3 separate regions of the Mus musculus genome follow, and all the other regions are linked to region 1. Evidence: chromatin contacts called from public Hi-C and HiChIP or PLAC-seq data. All regions are on one chromosome and are shown on one strand. The core of a region is the stretch at or near the end of the contact, and the rest is flanking DNA. Distances in the headings are between cores, read along the strand shown. Region 1 has its middle 26 kb from the start of Gm23118. Region 2 has its middle 7.8 kb from the start of Gm39755. Region 3 has its middle 14 kb from the start of Gm39755.

Region 1 (3,524 bases), core at 360-2,859:
AATGGGGGCTGGCAATAGCTTTAGCCAGATGGGGACTGGACAGATCAGGCACACATTTCCTCTGCACATTTTGGCTCATAGACCTGCATGTGTATAAAAAAGAAGTCAGTGCTCACTTTTTGTATTTAAATATTAAAAGAACCCCAACTGAGGGGAAAAAAAAAAAAAAGGAAATTCCAACTTCTTTGGAGTAATTTAGCCAAGAGAAAACCCTTGGTCTATATGTGATGGTTTCTATTCCATTGAGAACTTTAAGAAATTTAAGTTTTTATTTAAAGTTTAAAATAGAGACATTAGGCTCAATATTTACCTATTTGGTGAATAGGTTCTTTCTGAGGGACTGTTTGTATGTTGATTGCATTATAGATGTTTATTAACTAAGTTAGGGTTTCTAGTGTTGTGAAGAAACACCATGACCAAAAAGCAAGTTGTGGAGGAAAGGGTTAATTTGGCTTACACTTCCACATCACTGTTCATCATTAAAGGACATTGGACAAGAATTCAAACAGGGCAGGATCTTGGAGGCAGGCGCTGATGCAGAGGCCATAGAGGGATGCTACTTACTGGCTTGATCAGGCTGCTTTCTTAGAGAACACAGACCACCCACCCACAATGGGGTGGGCCCTCCCCCATTAATAACTAAGAAAAGGACTTATGTTTGGATCTTGAGACATTTTCTCAGTTTCCCCCTTTTAGATAACTCTAGCTTGTGAGACTAGCCAGCACATTTATGTAACAACTTAGAGACATCCTCAGTGGGAGACACAGGAAAGGATGGTGGTAGGTATCTGAGTTACTTTTCCAGTGCTGTGATAAGCCACATGGCCAAGGTGCCTTATAAAAGAATGCATGTAATTAGGCTTATAGTTCCTGAGGGTTAGAGTCCATGATGGAAGTGCGAAGGCTGAGACATTGCATCTCAAACCAGAGAACCCGTGGGAGTGGCAGAAGTCTTAAAATCTCAAGCCTACTCAGATGACACACCTCCAAATCCTTCCCAAACAGTTCTACTGACCGAGGATAAAGTATTCAAGCCTATGAGCTTGAATAGGGGGTCACTTTCATTCAAACCACCACAGGAGAGAAGGAAACACCAGTGGTGGTGGTTCTAATTTCAGTCTTTTAAACGTTCAGATAGTGTTGGGTTGACTCCCCAATTACAAGCACTCTCAACAACACATCCCATTTAGGTCTGTATATTTTTACACCACAGCCCTTTCAGTTAAAACAAAGAATTTAGATAATTAGACTTAGACTTATAATGAACATTTCAACTGAAATTAAAAGGATAAAAAAATAGAACCCTCCAATTGGTACAAAAATAAAAACAATAAAGTTTTGTCTCTGGGTGATTTTTCTCCCCTCAATCTCGTCATTTTAATTTACTTTGTGTGTGTTTTATATGCTAATCAGCAGAGTAGTACACCTCTATAATATTCATATATATGAATAGCCATTTATTTAGAGCATGCTCAAAATATTTTTACCATCAGGATGCATTATCTATCAAACTTGTTTAGACACTTTTTGCTCTTTCAGAGGCTCTGGGCTAGGTCCTATCACCTACACTGTGGCTTACAACCTTCAGAGGCACCCAGTTCTATGGGCTCCAGTGCCCTTTTCTAACCTCTGTGGGTACACAGGCATACACGTGATACATGCACATGTCTAGGCAAAACGCTCATACACGTTAAAAAAAAAATACTGTTTAGAGACCAGTGAACTAGATTAATGATCTCTTGTTGACTTTTTGTCAACAAACAGACAAGAAAAGCCCTGTTTTTTCTGTTATTTAAAACCAGAGTCATGCTACCAACATTCCCTGGGCCTGAGTCATCATTGTTAATGTTCACATTTGAGCTTGTTACTTTAACATGGACTTGGAAAGAAATAGCAGGAAATGTGCACTTCACAGTGACTCAGACAACCTACCCTCCTGCTCTGGGCTGGGATCCAAACCCTGAAATTTGCAGGTTCAACTGGAAATTTCCCATATTACTCAGGATTTGAACAGCTTACACCTGACTTGGGAACACCTCCCCCCTCCCTTTTATTTTCTCTCTAGGCAAAGGCAAACATCCACGAGGAACACTGGGACCCCAAGGCATTTTACTGATGCACTTTAAATGAACCATCCAGGATCATGGAGTTTGCTGGTGGCACCTCAGGGACCAGGACTATGCAGTCCCTTGGCCTCCAAGACCCTCTTTCAGCGGCTGAGGTGGGGGGAGGCACCATGAGAAACATGGAGATTTTGGCTGGTGATGAAACAGGACTAGATAATGTCTGGCCACTCAGTGATCCCAGACAGTATTTAAACAGAAATCTCCAGCGCACACTGATTTGGGCTTCTGTATGGGATACAATGGGGAAGATTTACGGGATCACCAGTGCTGGAAAGTTGCTTCATACAGCCATGTCTCTGGAGACTGGGGAGCTTGCTTAAAGCTTTCCCAGACTGAAGTCTTTGTCCTGGATGGAGAACTTGAAAATCTAGCTCTTCCACTGGTGCCAAATGTTCTGACAAATACTGAAGGAATAAAAGGTCTGAAATGAAAGCGGGTAAGGCATACTGGAAACTCAAGAGAAGTGTGTGTGTGTACTTGTGCATGACAAGTGAGTGTATTTGTGCACGACAACATGAGTGTATGTCTGTGTGCACATGTGCATGAACATGAGTGTGTCTCTTTCTTTGTGTGTCTCTTTCTTTGTGTGCATTTGTGTTTCTGTGTGCATGTGTGTGCACATGTGTATGCGTGTGTCTGAGTGCACGCCAACAGTGCTCATTGCTGTATCTTTAGTACTTGGAGCAGCACCTGCTGTATAGGAAGTCATGAATGATAGTCTAGATATGAATAGTTGGGACTCTATGTCTATTTTATGACACTCTGTCAGAAAATGTCATGAATGGAACAACCTGAGAAGAGGGGAGAGATGAATAAAGAACAAGTTTCTAATCTGCTAATGCTGGGCTTGTGGGTGGCCAGGGAGTTGAGCTAGAAAACCCACTGCAAGAGGAAATGAGAACCATGGAGAGACACTCCAGTCTTCTCTCAGTGCTTTAAGCGGCCCATGGGCTGTATTGTATCTACAGGAGGCCTTGGAGAAACTTGCTTTTCTTTCAAGTTTTCCCTTGGCTTCTAGGGTTTCTACTGCCACCTTTGAATCTGTTGGGTAGTATTGGGGACATGACACTGGCCTCTGTGGAGGACAGTGTGATAGATCTAACTCCTTGGCCCTTGCATGTCACTTCCTCCTGGACCCAGCCTCCTCATGCGTGAGGCGGAAGTATTACTTTCTTCTTCCCATGCAAGGTTGGGGTGAAGACAGAATGGTCCTGATGGTGAGAACGTTCAGACGTTACAAACCCTCTGTGTGTGCGTTTAGAGGATAGGCTTGCCTCTATTCAGATTAGCCTGACAGCTTTGACCTGGAGCAGTACCCTGCTCTTGATCAGGACAGGATCTATTTCCCCACCCTCCGCCACCACACAACTCTATACAGGCTGAAGCAACACCTGGGTG
Region 2 (3,524 bases), core at 354-2,853, 190 kb before region 1:
CACATGTGTGTGAGCATATCACATGTGTGCTTGAGCAACACACAGAAGATGAGTATTACTTGGTGAGGAGCTTGAGGGTTTGCAGAGAAGGAAGCAATCACCTTCCAGGAAGCCAGGAGCTCACAGGGAGGCAGGCAGGAGAGAAGGAAAGTGCTGAGAGGAACAGCCAAGGCAGCTGGCCACAGCGGGGCTGAGGAGCCGAGCTCTGCAGCCCTCCCCAGTACAGCTCCTTCTGTACACAGGATGCAGAATAATGCCGTGTGACCCCCATGCCTGCCCATGGTGTACCTGGACCAAGAGAGGTTGAGTTGAGTGGAATACAAATGAGTTGCCAGCTTTAGGTTTGCAAGTGACAAATGAATCTCAAGTGTCCTTCAGGCTAATCAAAATCTCTCGATCGGAGAAGTGGCAGTCATCACGATTTCATTACCTCTGACTTCTGCAAAAAGCTTTAATTTGGGTTCTTCATATATTATTATATAAATTAATGATTACCAACAGCTTCCATTTCCAGACTTTAACTCTCCTACCTATATAGCCACCAACTTCTGTCTATTGGGCAGATACTGGAAGACCAACAGAGATAGCTGAGCACAATGATTGTATCCCTTGTCCATGAAGTACTCAATGACACAAAAAACCAACAACGTCTTAGTTACTTTTTTTCCTCCTCTGACAAACTCTATAAAGCAACTTACATAAGAAAAAAGTATTTAATTTGGGCTTACAGTTTCAGGGGGTTAGAGTCCATGATGGTGGAACATAGGAATAGCTGAGAGCTTACAGTGTGATCAGAAAGTAGAAGGGGGGTGGAGAGGGAAAGGGGAGAGGGGAGAGGAGAGAGGGAGACACAAGAGACAAGAAGACTCTTTTGAAACCTCAACTCTCATACCCAGCAATACACCCCCTTCTACAAGGCCACACCCCTTAATCTTTCCCAAATAGTTCCATAAGATGGGGACCAAGTATTCAAATATATAAGCCTATGGAGGCCATTCTCATTCAAACCACCACAGAGAGCAACCTTTATATTCTAAATCCAGAGGCGAGTTTGCTGGGATTCTAAGAATGCTTACACCGTGCATGTGGAGCGGTGCACAGCGTGAGCTGGCAGTGCAGATGGAGAAGGAAAACAGAGTCTTGCTGATCAGCTACCACCAGCCCTTGGGCACCCAGCCCTGTGTTCTAACAGTCATTGCTCATGACACAGTGATGCTGAGGTTACAGTTGTGTTACATCAGTGCTAACAATTTGCCTATTTTATTTTTGGCTCCTGGAATAACTTAGCCCTTAGCCAAGCATATGTGATGGTGTTTCTTTTCTCTTTTCCGTGGGGCTGGGGAGGTTGTGTAGCTGTTAGTGATTTGAATATATAGGAAATGTTATTCTTGCAGCCTTGATAGTCAGGGCAAATTGTAAAATAGAAATTTTTGTGAGATTTCAAAGATGAGGATTATTTTGATAACATCATTTACTGATTTAAAAGATGTGATTACCCCAACTCTACTGAGGAGGAAACCTACTGAATAACATAACATAACTTGGGATATGTGTTTTACATCAGTTTAAAAACAACAATGAGACTGTGACTCATCTGGCACTGTTTTCAGATGGCTCATGTTTGAGGAAAAGAACGAGTTTAATTGCCTTTTAATCCACCTCCCCAACCCACACAACAGGGACTGAACCCTGGGCTTGCTAGACAAGTGCTCTGACTCCAACCTGAGTCTGCAGCCCTGGGTTTTCCCATCCTTTTGAGGTGTGAGGGAAAACCCTCTACTCTGTCCCCATCTCCCATGTAAGAGATCAGGGATAGCCAGACTTGAGGGTGAAGGGGGAAAAAATTCAACTTTGATTTGTGTGTGTTTCATTTAGTTTCAGTACGAAGCTGAAACTATTTCTTCCTTTCCCCTCCACCTTCCCTCTGTCTGTCTCTCTCTCTTCCTCCCTTACTCCTTCCCTCTCTCTCGCTCTTTCCTTCCCTCTTTTCCTCTCTTTCTTTCTTTCTTTCTTTCTTTCTTTCTTTCTTTCTTTCTTTCTCTCTCTCTCTCTCTCTCTCTCTCTCTCTCTCTCTCTCTCTCTCTCTCTCTCCGTCTCTTTCTTTCTTTCTTATTGACTCACTGGCCTTAAACTTGTAATCCCCCTGCTTTAATTTCATCCCAAGTGCTGAGACATCTCTAAGTGCAGAATACAGTGCTAACTATAGGCACAATGCCATATACCAGATCTCTTTGTGCCCATTTTTAAGTCTAAGCTGCACTCAGCATATTATCAGTACATATAAGTGAGTCATAGATAAACAGTCACAGTGCTAAGGGTGTACCTCAGTGGTACAGGGCATGGCCAGGACCTCGGCATCCATACCTGGAGCTACCATTGATTCAGTAGCTTGCATATCCAGGCTCTCCCTGAGGTCCCATAAGAGGGACCTCATGCTTAGGTGAACAGCTCCGTATGTCTTCTGCAGGAGGCACCCAGAGGTATGAGTCCTGTCACACTCCGTGCTGGGAAGCACTGGTTACTGTGCCAGGACACTGTGCTTTAATTGTCCAGGTAGAACTGTCTAGTCCTGACCATTGAGCATTGACCCTCTCAGAATCATGGCTGATCTTCTGCAATCCTCTTCACCTTACCCCCTCACCTCTAGGGTCTGGGACACTGCCCCCCACCTCCTGTCTCCTCACGGCTCCCAGCGACCTCCCTATCCTTGCTAGCTCAGGTTTCCCCTCCAACCCCAAAGGAGCTTCAGGATATCAAAAGTTCATCTTGTGGCTCAGTGTCGTCATTCCCCCAATGACTGTCACCCAGATTTTGAAGGAAGAATAACATGGTGATAGCTGCTGTGGCAATATTAGGTGCCCTGTACTTTACAATGTAAAGTGCCGGATGTGGCACTCAGTGGCTGTATGTGGCAAGATAATTAGAGGCAAGATAATTGAGGCAGAGAGCTGAGGTTCAGCATCTGATCTGGAACTGCAAACAATGGCCCACCAGCATCAAGTGTTGGGGTCTTGCTGCTCCCCCACCTGCTTGTTGTTTCAAAGCAGGACCTCATGTAACCCAGGCTGTCCTTGAACTCACTAAGCAGAAAGGCATGATATTAAATGCCTTTAGGCCTTTAGGTATGATCCTCCTACCTTTAGGTCCCCGGTGTTGGCACTACAGGCATTCACCATCACAGCTGGTGTGTGCTGCTGGATAGCAAACTCAGCTTCATGTGTGCTTAGAGAGCATTCTATCAGTCAAGCTATATCCTTGACCACCCCTTCAGCCACACGGGCCCAATGGTACATCAGTGTCAAATCATTCCTCGAAAGCTCTTGCTGGGTGAGAAGTGACCCTCGTCCCTCTCCATAGCAAGCCAGATAAGGTACAGGATGTGACCAAAATAGACAGGCAAAGAGTAAACTAAGAGTTGGAAAGATTTGGATGTCATTTAGGGCAGAATCAAAATGATAACTCAAAGAAACCCCAAACACCTCACTGTCTAACCTTTTCACATTGCAATACAATGTCATCTTCAA
Region 3 (3,524 bases), core at 418-2,917, 170 kb before region 1:
TTTGTCATTCCTTAGGTACTGTACTGGCTAGTTTTGTGTCAACTTGACACAGCTGGAGTTATCACAGAGAAAGGAGCTTCAGTTGAGGAAATGCCTCCATGAGATCCAGCTGTGGGGTATTTTCTCAATTAGTGATCAAGGGGGAAAGGCCCCTTGTGGGTGGGACCATCTCTGGGCTGGTAGTCTTGGTTCTATAAGAGAGCAGGCTGAGCAAGCCAGTAAGTAATATCCCTCCATGGTCTCTGCATCAGCTCCTGCTTCCTGACCTGTTTGAGTTCCAGTCCTGATTTCCTTGGTGATGAACAGCAGTGTGGAAATGTAAGCTGAATAAACCCTTTCCTTCCCAACTTGCTTCTTGGTCATGATGTTTGTGCAGGAATAGAAACCCTGACTAAGACAGGTACCATCCTCCCTCTTTTGTTATCACATTTATTTGTTCATTTATATTCAGTGTGTGTGTATGTGTGTGTGAGAGAGTGTGTGTCTGTATCTGTGTGTGCATGTGCACATGCCACATCATGTGTGTAGAGGTCAGAGGTCTACTTGAGAGCGCTGTCTCTCTCCTACCACTTGGAGCCTGGGGTTAAAACTTAGATCACTGGGGTTGGGGGCAAGCACTTCCCCATCCCCTTACTGGTCCCACCTTCTTTCTGAGACAACTTCTTACCTTTCACTGAACTTGAACTTAGACTAGGCTGGCTGGTAAGTGAGTCCCAGAAATCCCTCTGTTGAGGATTACAAATACACACTACCAAACCTGTCTCTGGCTTAAAAACAAAACAAAACAAAACAAAACAAAACAAAACAAAACAAAACAAAACAAAAACCTCTTGGGATCAAACACAGGTCTTCATGCTTGCAAGGCGAGCTCTTTACCAATTAAGCTGTCTCCCCAGTCCCCAAGCTGAAATGAATAGATTTCCTTTGGGTCGTTTCTCTAACTGAACTGGGTAAAAGGAAACAGGTTCCTGAAGCACAGCAGAAGCAGCTTTTGCTTTGATTAGGAAGTTGGGGAAGTGAGTAAGGGAACCAACTGGATGCTGCAGGGAGATTGCTCAACTTCCCAAGTGCCCTGATTCACTCACATTAGACTATGTTCTGTGACCTTTTGACATGGGGATGCTCAGCTCTTTATCAATAAAATGGGGTCAATATAACAGCTCTTATTGTTGGACTGAGTTGAGTCAATGAGATCAGGACCTATCAGATACTGGGGAATGCTGGGAGAACAATAGCTATCAGTGAATTAATGATTGGTGTTTTAGTGTCTTAGGACAATGAGGAGACATCGAGAAAGGGACAGAGAGGAAGATGCCACATTTTTAAAGGTTGTATAGAATTTCCTGATAAAATATGACAAATGAAAACCATTCTTGATGGTTGAGTCTGGTTCTAATTAGCCTCTTCAGAATGTGACAGCGTCCATCGGAAGAATTTGCGGTGGAGGGATTGCCTCTCCTCCGGAAGTGTTGGGTTCTGGGAAATGTCCACTGGCAGAGGAATTGACAAGGCTAGACACTGAGCCTTCTCTAAGGTCATCCCTGGTGCTCCCTCCTCCCCACCTCCCAGCCACCACAGCCATCCAGCTCACTGCCACACTAGCCTCTGTTTCCCAGCACTTTTGTTTCCAAGTGACCATCAGTACAGCTAATACCAAAGCAGCCTTTGAAAGTTCTGTATGAAGTGCCCAGATTGCCATGGAAACAAAGGGAGCAGTGGTGGAGCCCTGGGGAGGAGGAGGTATCCTTTGTTTAATTGCTGATGAAGATTCGTGAGGGGAAAGGAAATTTCAGGTCTGGGGAAAGGAGAGATCTGTTCACCAGGAGGAAGTAGAAAGTTGGGAACTGCACCCTGGGGGTGGAGGAGCCACCCCAGACAGCACTGTTGCAATCGCTGGCTCTCTGGAGGCATTTTGATTAGAGAGTTTAATGAACAGGACTGTCAGATTCCTGCTAGAGTGGAGAAAAGGCTTGGGTTACAGCGACTATTAAGAGATTAAACAGAGCCTCTGGGGGTGGGGTACAGTACATTTAGTGTATATGCTTCTTGGCTCCATTTTAAATCCCTTTAAATGCATTACCTGTAGTTTCATTAAGGATTAGATCAGAATGTAGAGTGTTTCCTAAATTTTGGAGAACTGAAGTCAATTCAGGTTTATTACCCCCTCTTGCTTTTGAAAATCACCCCCCCTCTTCCAGGTATCCAACCACAGCACAAATTGCACAGTGTTCTAATACCCGTAACACCTGTATTCCATAACGCTCATTTAAAGCTTGACCGTGTGGCAGAGAACGAAGTCATTCTCGATCTGAAAACTACGCTCTCGTTCAAAATGTTCCAGGTAAAGACTACAGGCCTCTAGAATTAATTTCTGTAGAAACTATGGCAAAACAAAACAAAAATAAAGGAAGCAATTTGTAAAAGCTGTAGGTTATTAAGGGTTGACAAGGAAAGTGTTCTTGTATATAATTTCAAGACACACCTAACTGTAACCATCTAGTTACAGAGCTAGGGAGAGAGTAACCTTAATTCTTCTTAAAGATTAAGAGGAGAAGAAAATAAAGTATAATACCCATCAGGACGAGTTGGTGCTTGGTGTTATGATGGTGTTATTTCCAGTAACTAGCTGAGCCCAGATTCTGTTTTATGACTCATTCCTCATCTGCAAAGGGCTCTTGACCTGACAGCAAGACTCAGAGTGTAAAAACAGAGCACAGGCTCTCCTCAGGCTGGAGAATAATTGGTGTCAGAAAAGACCACTCAGTCCACAGCCACCCAATGTGCAGGTGAGGTGTCATGGCAAACAAAATAAAACGCATCTGATAAGTATAGCTTCTGGAAGCCCAAATGAAAAAAAAATGTAAAAATTTATTACTTGTCTTACTGCTAACAAAACCCTTTTTAAAAAATCTATGTGTACATGTGTGTTTGTGTGTGTTTTCTCTGGCTTAGAGATGCTTACAAAATCCAGAAGAGGATGTTGGGTCCTCTGGACCTGGAGTAAGAGGTAGCTCTAAGATGCTGGGAACTGAACTCTCGTGCAAGAGCAACAAGCTACTCTCAACTTGAGCCCTCTCTCCAGCCCCAACAGAAGGGTTTTAAAAATGACAGTGAAATCTACATCATTTATTTAATAATAAAAAAAAATCAGACTTTATTTGAAGGACTGGAAGTCTCTGGTGAGTCTGCTCAGTGAGCCTCACTCCTTGGCATTGCACCTGTGGGTTCTGTTCCATGTTGACTCTGGCATGGCTGACACTGACAGGAGAACACACATTTGACTGATGCATGCACAGTCTTCACGAGTTCTTGTACATCGAGGCTTTTCTTCCGGAAATGCTTTCTTCCCCCTCTTCCTCCTCCTTCCTCCTCAAGCTCAACCTCATCCTCGTCCTCCCCCTCATATGGACGGCTTGCTAAAGTTTGTTCTTTCCTGATACCATGTGTGTCAAATGTATGTTGTCAGGCTTGTTATCTTTACTTGATAAGCCTTCTTGCTGGCCTAAGCTAGCCGTGTGTGTGTG

What was found. A called contact is a pair of places that touch in the nucleus more often than the background predicts. HiChIP or PLAC-seq counts read pairs in DNA pulled down with a chosen protein or histone mark.
Region 2: a contact with region 1 is called in a FOXA1 HiChIP or PLAC-seq map of pancreatic cancer cells. The contact joins two enhancer-like sites. A contact is called at or near these places in 2 of 15 datasets of contacts at CTCF or cohesin (the NIH/3T3 cell line and embryonic stem cells), 12 of 484 Hi-C or Micro-C datasets (the AML12 cell line, the N1E-115 cell line, adipose-derived mesenchymal stem cells and 7 more), 4 of 115 datasets of contacts at active chromatin or transcription factors (the NIH/3T3 cell line, embryonic stem cells, fibro-adipogenic progenitors and 1 more) and 1 of 9 other capture datasets (embryonic stem cells).
Region 3: a Hi-C map of the N1E-115 cell line shows a contact between it and region 1, with 2.2 times the contacts expected there. The contact joins two enhancer-like sites. A contact is called at or near these places in 1 of 15 datasets of contacts at CTCF or cohesin (the NIH/3T3 cell line), 2 of 484 Hi-C or Micro-C datasets (the N1E-115 cell line and embryonic fibroblasts) and 1 of 115 datasets of contacts at active chromatin or transcription factors (embryonic stem cells).

The regions. Positions count from the first base shown.
Region 1 is chr2:5,284,757-5,288,280 of GRCm38.p6, forward strand. No RefSeq gene overlaps it. Among named protein-coding and RNA genes, the nearest start is that of Gm23118, 26 kb to the left of the region's middle. Within about 2 kb of position 1,610, at least 92 of the 459 cell types and tissues checked have an H3K27ac peak or open chromatin away from gene starts, as enhancers often do. A contact at or near this core is called in the N1E-115 cell line, embryonic fibroblasts and pancreatic cancer cells, where this site is marked.
Region 2 is chr2:5,093,903-5,097,426 of GRCm38.p6, forward strand. No RefSeq gene overlaps it. Among named protein-coding and RNA genes, the nearest start is that of Gm39755, 7.8 kb to the right of the region's middle. Within about 2 kb of position 1,604, at least 28 of the 459 cell types and tissues checked have an H3K27ac peak or open chromatin away from gene starts, as enhancers often do. A contact at or near this core is called in embryonic fibroblasts and pancreatic cancer cells, where this site is marked.
Region 3 is chr2:5,115,429-5,118,952 of GRCm38.p6, forward strand. No RefSeq gene overlaps it. Among named protein-coding and RNA genes, the nearest start is that of Gm39755, 14 kb to the left of the region's middle. Within about 2 kb of position 1,668, at least 49 of the 459 cell types and tissues checked have an H3K27ac peak or open chromatin away from gene starts, as enhancers often do. A contact at or near this core is called in the N1E-115 cell line, where this site is marked.